Linked DNA regions of Mus musculus: region 2 is linked to region 1. The links are chromatin contacts, called in public promoter capture Hi-C maps. All regions are on one chromosome and are shown on one strand. Each heading gives the region's core, a stretch centred on a gene start, on an enhancer-like site or on the middle of the called end of the contact. The rest is flanking DNA. Distances are from core to core; before and after follow the strand shown. Region 1 holds the start of Guk1 (guanylate kinase 1). Region 2 holds the start of Jmjd4 (jumonji domain containing 4).

Region 1 (5,437 bases), core at 1,941-4,440:
TGGAGCTGTTGGTTCCCTTGAGCGTCAAAGGAGCTCAAGGCAGTGCTCACGTGGGGCTCGGAGAGGCTCACCACATAGGTGTATCCCACACATTGAAAACACAGGAGAACCAAAGCTAAGAGAGATGTTCCAAAACGCACAAGGTAAGAAAGCTTCTGAGAAAAGGATCCCAGGGAGGAGAGCCTCTAGGAAGCCATGTATTAGGGACAAGCCTGGTTGGGAAAGATGATCTGCCATCCCGTCAGCAATGGAGCTGCCTGTACCTATAACCTGCTTATAGGTACAGGCTATATAACCTGCTTCCAGCTCTAGGAATGAGCTGGCGTCACCCACAATCCAGCCCGAAATCCTCAACTCTGGGACTACAGGAGCCCTCACCTGTCCTAACCCTGTACCCTGTAGGCCATGACCAGGCAGCAGGAAGGAGGACACTAGCATGCAGTGCATGTGCATGCAGACCCACATCAGACAGCTGACTCCTACCCAGCTCTGCACACTGCTGCACACCCAGACTGCTTCCCCACTGAGGTACCTAACTCCCAAGCCCTCTTTCAGGAGTCACAGTGTGTAAGTTCTGTCTTGTTGCTAAACCACAAGTGACGGGAAGACATCTCTCCAAGTGCCATCCTGTTCACACCTTGGTTCTGCAAAGTCCCAGCAGGTATCCCTTGGCACATACAGCTCATGGATCTCTGACAGCCCTCGGTGACCTTCTATGACACTACACTTGCTTGGATCTACAAAGACTACACCAGATGACCTTAGTTAGCTAGCCGTGTGGTACAGTGGCAGACAGCAAGGAGAGTGTGGGCCAGGCAGGACTAGTATGGACCTGGGAAATCCCCAGGCCCACTGAAGGAGGGGCTCTCTCTCACCAGTAGCCAGGTGACAAGACCATTACTACATCTCCACAGGGCCACAGCTTATGTCAGAAATTATAGATATAGTCTTTGGCCTAGCATTTACAGAAGTGTGTGGTGGATAGAAGCAACTTCCTTTGGGGAGACCACTGAAGAAACTTTGGACCCCTATCTCTTCAGCTTTCCCAGTCCCAAACTTCAACTGCCTGACAAAGAGCCCCAAGCCCCTAATTGTAAAACAAGCCAAGATTCAAGCGACTTCATAGGAGCACTGGAGGGAACATGCTCTGCTGGGACGTCCTAGACAAAACTTCCTATACATCCTCTTCCAATCTATACCTCAGGCCTCTAGGACTGGAAATCTGTCACAACCATCACCTCCCTCCTGTCAACTGAAGAGCAGGCCCTTCCAGGAAGGAGAAGAACTACTAGTCCTCCAAGACAAACAGCGCTAGGCAGACATGAGTGACACACCCGAGCCCTGAGCCCCCAGGACTTAGGCACCTCTTCCAACAGCAGCAGCCAGAGCAGCCAAAGCATTTTCAATCTTATTCCTCTGAGCCAGATGGACCTACCACGGCCTCCCAACAAAGAGGTGGAGGAGCAGCAGCCAACCACGGACAGCCTGCTGCACCTTCCTGGTGCTGCCCATCTTCGTTTGTGTCTCTTCCCAGCAAGGACAAAAAGGAACGGGCTGATTCCTTGGCCAGGAATCATGAGGTAGAGGGAACATAAAGGAAAAAGGGCTCAGAACCCAACGAGGATAAAGGGGAAAGACCCTAGGACACTGCACAGTTTGTCATCTGCTCGATCGTGCAGAAGGGACACCAAGGCTTTACAGGGTCAGGGAAGACTGAACGGTGGAGGAGGATGGGGGACAGGGTAGAGCAAAGGAAACTGAGGCCCAGGACGTGTAGGCAGGGAATGGGTAGGGCAGGGCAGGGAAGACTAGGGACCAGCAGAAGCAGAATCAAGAAAGATAGGGACCGGGGCTGGAGAGATGGCTCAGTGGTTAAGAGCACTGACTGCTCTTCCAGAGGTCCAGAGTTCAAATCCCAACAACCACATGGTGGCTCACAACCATCTGTAATGGGATCTGATGCCCTCTTCTGGTGTGTCTGAAGAAAGAGACAGTGTACTTATAGATAATAAATAAATCTTGAAAGAAAGAAAGAAAGAAAGAAAGAAAGAAAGAAAGAAAGAAAGAAAGAAAGAAAGAAAGAAAGAAAGAAAGAAAGAAAGAAAGGAAGGAAGGAAGACAGACACCATCACATGCAATCAGGGAGGATGGGGACAGGACAGGATGGGACAGGGAAGATTAAGTCCCAACCAGAAGAGTCAGGGATACAAGAAGCCTTGCTCATATGGCTGCCTCCCAAGAGCTCAACCCTACTCTAACTTTCCTTCTTTGTCGCCTGGGCTCTTTCCTCTCACATCCCCTTCTGCCTTTTCTTTTCCAATTACATCATGTTTCCTGGATATTTTGTGTTTGTCAAGACAGACGAGAAAGGGAAACAACTTTAGTAGTCGCTTTCATAACTAGCCTATGACCTCCTGCAAGGTGAACTGAAGGAGCACCCACAGAAACAAACTGCATTCTTCTTTCTCTCCTTGGAGCCTATCAAAGGCTGACCAGTCATTTACTTGCTTTCTCCCTCTCTCCTCAGATACCGCGGAGCTAATGTCACCTGCTCCACCTCCAGGCACCACCAGAACGAACCCCGCCCACTTCCACGTTGGATAAAACGATGCCTGAGAATAATAAGCCCAAAGGCAGATTAATATTTTTTTCTAAAACAAAACAAATCGGGACAAGCCAAATCCTAATAGTCTGCAGGGCCTGCACCATCTGCAGGCACTGAAGTCCAACGCCCGCAATGGCTCAGGAGTAAAGCCATGTGCTTGAGCCTACCCAGGACGCCGGCTGGGTAGGGAACAGAGGAAGAGCGCAGACTAGGCTCATGCTGCACCGATCTGCTGGTGGCTGGGACTCCGCGTGCCCATCCCTGTCGTTCTGGGGTCCCGAGAAACACGTTCACCCGGCATCCCCACAAGATGGAGACGGCACGCAAGGGAAATATGCTGCCACAAGTCCCACTCCGAAGACAACCAGCCACCAGCGCACTCACCGTCCGCGGGGACCCGACCCAGGGCGGCCACCGCCAGCCCGACCAGCGGGCGCCGCAGCATCAGGGACCGCCCGCAGGACTACGTCACAGCGGCGCGCCGGCCCACCGGAACACACCGGAGGGCGGCATGGCTACGCACACCGAGTACGCAAAGCACCAGCGCCGGCCACGTCCCACCTTTGCCCGCTGACATTACGTCTCCCTCGCCGGCCCCACCTACACCACATTAAATCCCGCCTTGTCACGGCCCCCAAGCGACAGCCACACCTCAGCCCAACGGGGGGGGGGGGGGCCGCGATGATGCACAGGCGCACTGCGCGGTTCTCCCCGACGACCACGCCCACTTCTCTTCGTTGTTTCTTCTCCAAACTCCGCCCTTTTCCGTACCCTCCTTTCTTTCCCTAGGCTCAAACCCTACCAATTTACAAAGACCCTGAGAGGAACACATCAGAAGTCAGCTTCGAATCCGTTTAGTTACATTTTCGGGTTAGCCGGTTAACTGTTAAATCATTTCAAGAGGCGGCTAGCACGTGCTATTTATTCTTCCAGAGGACCCAGATTCAGTTCCCAGCACTCAGGTTGGGCAGGCGCATCACCTGCACTCATGTACTCTTACCCAAACACATAGACACATACACCTAATTTTAAGTCTTTTAGTTTTTTAGATAGGGTCTTACTATGTAGTCTTGACTGTCTGGAAACTCCCAGAGAGCCATCTACCTCTACCTCCCAAATGCCGGTAATAAAAAGATGTATACCAAGGGAAGCAGAGGCAGATGGATCTTTGAGTTCAAGGCCAGCCTTGTCTACAGTGCAAGTTCCAGGACAGCCAGGGTACACAGAAAAACCCCATCTCAAACAAAAGTATGTACTATTGTGGCTCCCCAAAGTATTTTTTAAATAAGTTACTTCAAGAAACTGGAAGGCAGGGGCTGGTGAGATGGTTCAGTGGGTAAGAGCACCGGACTGCTCTTCCGAAGGTCAGGAGTTCAAATCCCAGCAACCACATGGTGGCTCACAACCATCCGTATCGAGATCTGACTCCCTCTTCTGGAGTGTCTGAGGACAGCTACAGTGTACTTACAATAAATAAATAAATAAATAAATAAATAAATAAATAAATAAATAAATAAATAAATAAACAAACAAACAAATAAATCTTAAACAAAAAAGAAAAAAGAAAGAAAGAAACGGGAAGGCAAAGATCTCAGAGAATGCTGAAGTTGTCTTTAATTCAGGAGATAAAAGAAAAATAAGCCCAATGTGGTGGCACACACCTTTAATGTCAGCACTTGGAAGTAGAGGTAGGCCGACCTTTAGAACATTCAGGACAGGTTCCATTTACATAGTTAGCTCTAGGCCAATCAAGGTTACATAGGGAGACCCTGTCTTAAATAAAACAAACTTATTAAAGAATTGCAGTAAAGTGGGCAGCACAGTTGAGTTAAGTATCAGTTCTTTCCAAAAGCTTTTTTTGGAGAGAAGTCCTGAGCTTCGAGGTGATCTAGAGGGGCAGTGAAGGAAGTGCACATGAGATTCCTTGGAAAATGTACTGACTTTATAAGAAATATCTTTGCCTAATTTTACTCTTAAAAATATTACACAGGGGGCTGGAGAGATGGCTTAGGGGTTAAGAGCGCCGAGTGCTCTTCCGAAGGTCCTGAGTTCAAATCCCAGCAACTACATGGTGGCTCACAACCATCTGTAATGAGATGATGCCCTCTTCTGGTGCCTCTGAGGAAGCAAGGAAGGGAGGGGAGGGGAGGGAGGGAGGAAGGAGGGAAGGGGAGGGAGGGAGGGAAGGGGAGGGAGGGAATATTCTCTAGGAGGGTGGAATGGATCTGGTCTTGTCCCACCACTATAAGGCTGTGTTGAGACTGTGCCCTGCAGTCTATGGAAGGCTGAACGGAATGGCTAAGACTGCAGAAGTGGTTGTGAAGAGCAGAGCACTCAGGTTCTTTGTTTTTAATTTAATTGGCTTCTCTTAGGCTGAAAGGCAAGAAGAATTTGAAAAGATTTGGAGAGAGAGGGAAAACTCAAGACTGGGCAGGGAAAGAACAGAGTGAGCAGAGGTAAAAGCGCCAAGCGCTGTAGGTCGGGACAATGGTGACCAAGGCTCAACAGCACTTCCCATCGTGTGACTGCTTGCTGCGGGTGGCCCGTCCTCCAGCATGACTTATCACAAGCAGCATGACTCTTTGCCAATGTCCTTTCCAGGTCTCAGGTCCCAAAGACACTCAGGACAAATGGCTGTGGTGCCTGTTAGCATACAGAATGCATGCTAACCACAGGCTGTCTCAGCATGCCAAGTACCTGGTACAGACTCCCTGGCTGGCATCCTGGCTCCCTCTGCTCATCTCACCCCAGCCCCCTACCCTAAACCTCTCTTTCACTTCCCTTCCCCCAGTGTCTCTTTCCTATAAAGACTTTCCATCCTGCCATGCTCTC
Region 2 (5,998 bases), core at 3,267-5,766, 260 kb after region 1:
GTGGTCTGTTAAGTCAATAGAAGCCAAAGGCTTTCCAACCTCTCCATGTCATTATAGTTTTAATAAGAGACTACTTACCAGAAATTCCCCTTAAGAACTTCGTCAGTTTACAAGCCTACTATAAATCTAGTTAAACCAGGCACAGTAGCAAACACCTTTGATTCTAGCACTTGGAAAGCAGAGACAGGGGTACCTCTGGTCTACAGAGTGAATTCAAGGACAGCCAGGGCTACACAGAGAAACCCTGTATCAAGCAACAAGAAGTCTCCAAGTTAAAGCATATATATACCCTCCCTCAGATACCATCATCCCTTTCAGTTGCTGCCCCCACTGTGAGACACAAAGATCTAAGAGTCAAAGCTGACTTCACCCAATCATATCTACCAAGTCCATGAGCTCCCAAGGCTTCAACTGAGACTTCTGGCTGCCTGACAAGCATCTTTATAACACACCTTACAGGCAGCTCCTACAGCCTAGCCCCACAGCCAGCTCCTTGTTTAGTCATCTGCTGGATATCTCATACTGTTCTAGGCCCTGGCAATGCTTTTCTCTCTCTCTCTCTCTCTCTCTCTCTCTCTCTCTCTCTCTCTCTCCTGGCAATGCTTTTCTCTCTCTCTCTCTCTCTCTCTCTCTCTCTCTCTCTCTCTCTCTCTCTCTCTCTCTCCCTCTCTCTCTCTCTCTCTCCCCCCCCCTCTCTCCCTGGCAATGTTTCTCTCTCTTTCTTCTTCTTCTTCTTCTTCTTCTTCTTCTTCTTCTTCTTCTTCTTCTTCTCCTTCTCCTTCTCCTTCTCCTTCTCCTTCTCCTTCTCCTTCTCCTTCTCCTTCTCCTTCTCCTTCTCCTTCTCCTCCTCTTCTTCCTCCTCTTTTTTTTTTGGTAACAAAAATTCTGTTGGAACCAAGAGTTTCTGGATCCCTCTTCCTCATCCTCTTAAACCTATAGTAAATCCTGGTCTAACAGACCTGGCAGAAATGAAAATATTTTAAAGAGACAATTATTCCTTTCAATCCAACTATCAAAGTGTTAAAACAAAGGCACCCAGAGAAATGGGTATCTCCCTGGGAATCTCAAACTGGGAGAAAGAAAAGGCACCAGCCAAAAGGGGACCTGCCCTTTCACATAATTTTTTGTTTGTTTGTTTTTTGTTTTTGTTTTGTTTTTTTTTTTTTTTCGAGACAGGGTTTCTCTGTATAGCTCTGGCTGTCCTGGAACTCACTTTGTAGACCAGGCTGGCCTCGAACTCAGAAATCCACCTGCCTCTGCCTGCCAAGTGCTGGGATTAAAGGCGTGCGCTGCCACCACCACCCAGCTGTTTTGTTTTGTTTTTTGATTTCACATAATTTTAACAACTTCTTAGACCACCTTACAGAAGGAGACTAAAGTCCAGACAAGGATGGATTAACAGTGTGTGTGGCCACACCTGTACTGCTCAGGTATGCAAATCTTCTGCTTTCTATTTAATCTCACTTCAGGACTTGGTGGTTCATCAGATCTCTTTGTGCCTCTTCCAATGTGGCCACACTGAATAAATCTCCTTTTTCTTTTTTCACTTTTAGCTTGGCTCCGTTCAAGTCCAACTCTGCTCACTCTAATGGGCTCTGAGCTTCACTCTGCTGCCCCCCTCCCTTACAGCCATCTCAAGGCTCCTCACTGTCCTGTCTCTGAATTGTTTTTCTACCTTAAAGCTTCTACTTAAAGAGCACCTTTACCCTTCCTAGTGCCCACTACCAACCACAGCACTCCAGACCTGAGAGCTTTCCCAATGCAACTCAACATGTGCACCAAAGGGCACCTGCCCAGAATCGCGTCTCGTGCACACTGCATGGACACCCAGTGTACACACAGTGAATGGGCCCTCCAGAGATGCTCTGTTCCTGAATTCTCTGTGTGGTATCTGCCTTTGTAAGGTTATAACTTGCCTTCACCAGGACAGGTACAGAGTAGTTAGCCCTGAGAGGACCCTGTGTGAGAGAGACACAATTACTGTGGGAAGTCATGTCAGGCAACCCCTGGGTGTCAAGCAAATTCACATAAATGACGTTCTTGGGGAATAGGCCCACGTCACTGTGACTCCTAACACACTGGGATTGGCATAATGGGTCTCTTTCAGCATTTCCACCACACATGTGCCCTTGAGTAAAACTCAATAGCAAGTAAACAGCCTATTTTTAGTTAATTTCCAAAGTAACAGAAGACGCAACATTTTGCACACCTTCCCATTACAAGGCTGAGTGGGAGAACAGTGGGGCAGTGTGTCCGAGCGGGGGCGGCAAGACTGGCTTTTTCCATTACCTGCCCTCCTGCTCTGTAGCAGACCCTCTTTCCACTCCCTCAGAAGTTCCCATCCCCACCCTGGGAGGCTCAGGCATGCTGTCTGAGGATGTTTCGAGCAAACACCACAGCCTTGCTGCAGGGTATGCTCTAGAAATTCAGAGAGAGAAATGAGACTGTGCAGTGTTTCCACCTCCCCTCCCCTCCCCAGGGTGCCAATTCCAATCCTTTCCTGTTTTCTTCTGGGGTGGCTCTGCCCAGGATGCGCAGTTTCCATAGGTCTGTGTGGGCTGGGGATGTGCATCACCAGCACTTCCCAGCTGGAGGTAGGAGAGGCAACTTCATGGGCACACACCTGGGTTTCGGGCCTCTCGCCAGGCCTCACATAATCGGCTCTGTTACTAACACCCAGAGGCCAGCTATCATGTGAAGACCAGGATTACAGCACTAACTACACAGGGCACAAGGGCTCATGTTCCCATTACAGTGCCACAGGCTACGCTGCCCCAGAGCTCTTGAGAGCATATATACCTACCTGCTGGCCCTGACCTCTTTCTTGCTCGTGGACAATGGTCTTAGATACTCAAGCAAAGAAGTAATTCCTAACTGGGTTTCATACTTTCCCAGAAAACAAAACAAACTACATATTTTACCTCTACTCTCATGTCCTAGTCAGTACAGGATTCTGGGACCCTAAAAGGGTCCTTATCAGTGAACACCAGAGGAAGAATGTCCTTAATTCAGTTCAGCTCTGACAAATGTCTGCCTCAAGATCATATTAGGTCCCAAGGGTGGGGTTCTGTCTCCCAAGATGTCCCTACATTGGTGCAGATGCAAGCCCAGGTTGTAGTACCACTCTGATGGCCAGCACCTAGAAAGCAGGGTTCCAGAGGTCCTCCTTGGTTTGGAGTTCCCCTAGAAGCTCGTATTACTCAGAAAACCACCAACTTCTAAGAAGAACCAGCCCTCACCTCCCTAAGCACATAGGATCCTCTGAATGGGTCTTCTAGGGATGCTGTGGACATGACTGATGAGACACTGACCACTGATGACCCACTCAACCTTTAGCCCTAGAAGCTGAGGGCTGGGTTCAAAGTCCCCACCCTCTGATCCTACTCAGGTCTTTCAGTGAGCCATTCCATCTGGAATCTACCCTACTGGCTGTTGGATGGTGTTGGACTCATTAGCATGCAAAATGGCATTTATCAACTCAACCTGTCCAGGAATTTTAAGAATTGTAGGCCAATTGTAGGAGGAGATTTTAAAAAATCTAAAATGGTGTTTCCAAATATAACATGCTGCCAATGCAGGAAAAGAGGGAAGAGAGGGAGGGGGTAACAGGGATAAAATGTATAAACACATGCATACCTGGAAAAAACTGGCTCAATACCAGAGTTAGTGATTACACGTGAATGGAATTCTGGGTGCGTTGGGGTTTTATTGTTGTTGTTATTGTAACCTGGCTTTTTTTCTTTTGGAGCTAAGTCATGATTTGTGGTTCATTTTGGCTTAGAACCTCGGAACCTTTCCGTTTCAGCATCCCCAATACTGGGATTATAGGCGTGCACCACGAGTCCTGGCATCGATGTTTCTCGTCACTTGAATTTCTCTATGAGCTGTCATCTCTACCATGACCTAGCCGCAACACAGCTCCAGACAAGCGTCACGATAAAGGCCACAACAGGCGAGTTTGGCCAAACAACCCTCCTCCGCCTCGTTTCTATCCTTCCCCTCTTCCCAATGCATACATACCTCTCTACCTGAACCTCAGCATCTCCCCCCCCCCGCCCCCCAAAAAAGCTCATTTTCTCCTTTTAATTTTTCCTCGTTCTATTTCTAAGGAAACATCACAATCCTTTAAAAGGTTCCTCCACAATCTATCCAAGACACTCGGGAACATCACCCCCACCCCCCACCCCGCCGCCCAACCCCGCCGCCCCACCCCCACCCGCCGCCCCACCCCCACCCCGCCGCCCCACCCCCCGCGGATCCTGACCGCCCGCTCTGCGCCCCAGCATCCTCTCAGGACCCAGTCATCCTTTGAGGTTTGAGACTGATGTTCATCTCCTGTGTCGGTGGCGGGCTCCGGTACTGGCTAGCTGCGCGGTAGCAGCTCACCTGAGGCAAGAGGAGCACGCAGAAGACGCAATGGCACGCTCCACTGGACCACCAGACAGAGACGCCAGCAGCTGGGGAGCAGGTCAGCCACTCGGCGAGCGCTTGTACGCCTGCGCGAGAGGGCGGGGCCGCGTAGGCGCGCACGCGCACACCCTGGGAGCCCCAAGGCCCGCGTTCCTGCTGGAATGTCGCACCTGTGGCTTTTCGTTCCGGGCTCTTTCTCTGTGGTTACCACTCCGAGCTGATTTTAGGGGGTTTCTCAGCCTCCGGTCCCTATTTGGGGTGTAGCGAGAAGCCGGACTGGGCCTCTGGGGTCAGGTTTCCCGGTGGATGGATCGGGAGACACGCACCTTTGCCGAGCGGTACTACCGGGACCTCCGAGACCCAGTCCCTAGCGGCGGTGGCGGCCCCACACCCAGCGGCGTGACCTTCATTCAGACCCCGAACGCCTTCTCCTATGCTGACTTCGTGAAGGGCTTCCTGCTGCCTAACCTGCCCTGCGTGTTTTCTAGCGCCTTCACCGAGGGCTGGGGCAGCAGGCGGCGCTGGGTGACCTCGGAGGGAAAGCCTGACTTCGAGTATCTGCAGCAGAAGTATGGTAGGAGGGCGCAGACGGGAGGTATAGACCCCGGCATGGGAGGGCGGCCGGGGCCGGACAGACTAGTGGAGTCTGGATAATTCGGCCAGAGGGTGGCCGGACCCCAAGATGGTGAACTACGTGTATGACTCTGCCATTTCTGTGCTGACTCTCTCGCTGCAGGAGACGCGGTTGTACCGGTTGCCAACTGTGGAGTGCGAGAATACAATTCAAACCCCAAGGAGCACATGTCCTTCCGCGACTATATCAGTTACTGGAAGGACTACATCCAAGGGAGTTACTCCTCTTCGCGGGGCTGCCTCTACCTCAAGGACTGGCATCTGTGCAGGTAATAAGACAGGACGGCGCATGGCCATTGGGCACTTACCCTAAGCAGCTAGTGCAGCCAGTCCAGGTGGAGCACGCCCACTGCACTCAGAGGGGCTACCTCTACAGCAGAGTTCTAATGTGTATCACAGAACTGATGCGAAGATGTGGGGAGATCAACATAGCGAGCCAGGTAGACTATTATGGGGAAGGTAAGTCTTTCGTACATCTTGTATGGGTACAGGCGGCCTGGTGTCTCCTTCCTCTTCTGTATTTTTGAGCTGGTATCTCAGATCCTCTGGGGCTGTCCTCTCTGCAACCCCACTGAGAGGACGCTTGTTCCTTCTACGATTGCTCTGGGGATTCTTGCCATCCCCTGGGCCATTCTAAGCTCTCTAAAGGGACAAGTGACCTTTCCGCAACCACTCTTGTCCCACTTTGGAAACCCCTTTACTCTTTAAAGACACATTCAATACTCTCCCTTATCAGCTTCCACTTTTCTCACACAGCATCTTGTGACAGCTTTACTTAGGAGATTTTTGACGTCTTGCTGGAGCAAGAATGCATTGCAGTCAGTAGAAACTACTTCAAAATTTGAATTATGGTGTCTTCCCAGGCTAGCTATATATGGTCTGTTCATCTCCCACCCTTCTCTCTCAATGATGGACAGGGTCAAGAAGCCATAACCTCCATCTAAACCCCCGGATC

Evidence for each region. Promoter capture Hi-C pulls out the DNA fragments that hold promoters and counts their contacts.
Region 2: a contact with region 1 is called in a promoter capture Hi-C map of embryonic stem cells. The contact joins the promoter of Jmjd4 here to the promoter of Guk1 in region 1. A contact is called at or near these places in 11 of 39 promoter capture datasets (the 3T3-L1 cell line, the C10 cell line, the HPC-7 cell line and 5 more), 2 of 115 datasets of contacts at active chromatin or transcription factors (bone marrow-derived macrophages and embryonic stem cells) and 3 of 9 other capture datasets (adipose tissue, embryonic stem cells and liver).

The regions. Positions count from the first base shown.
Region 1 is chr11:59,188,762-59,194,198 of GRCm38.p6, forward strand. It overlaps Guk1 (guanylate kinase 1), which reads right to left and starts at 3,191. Exons shown (of 8, transcript NM_008193.3): 1 at 2,990-3,191. The coding sequence starts at 3,050.
Region 2 is chr11:59,445,529-59,451,526 of GRCm38.p6, forward strand. It overlaps Jmjd4 (jumonji domain containing 4), which reads left to right and starts at 4,517. Exons shown (of 6, transcript NM_178659.6): 1 at 4,517-4,984; 2 at 5,147-5,312. The coding sequence starts at 4,717. It overlaps Snap47 (synaptosomal-associated protein, 47), which reads right to left and starts at 4,506. Exons shown (of 5, transcript NM_144521.3): 1 at 4,387-4,506.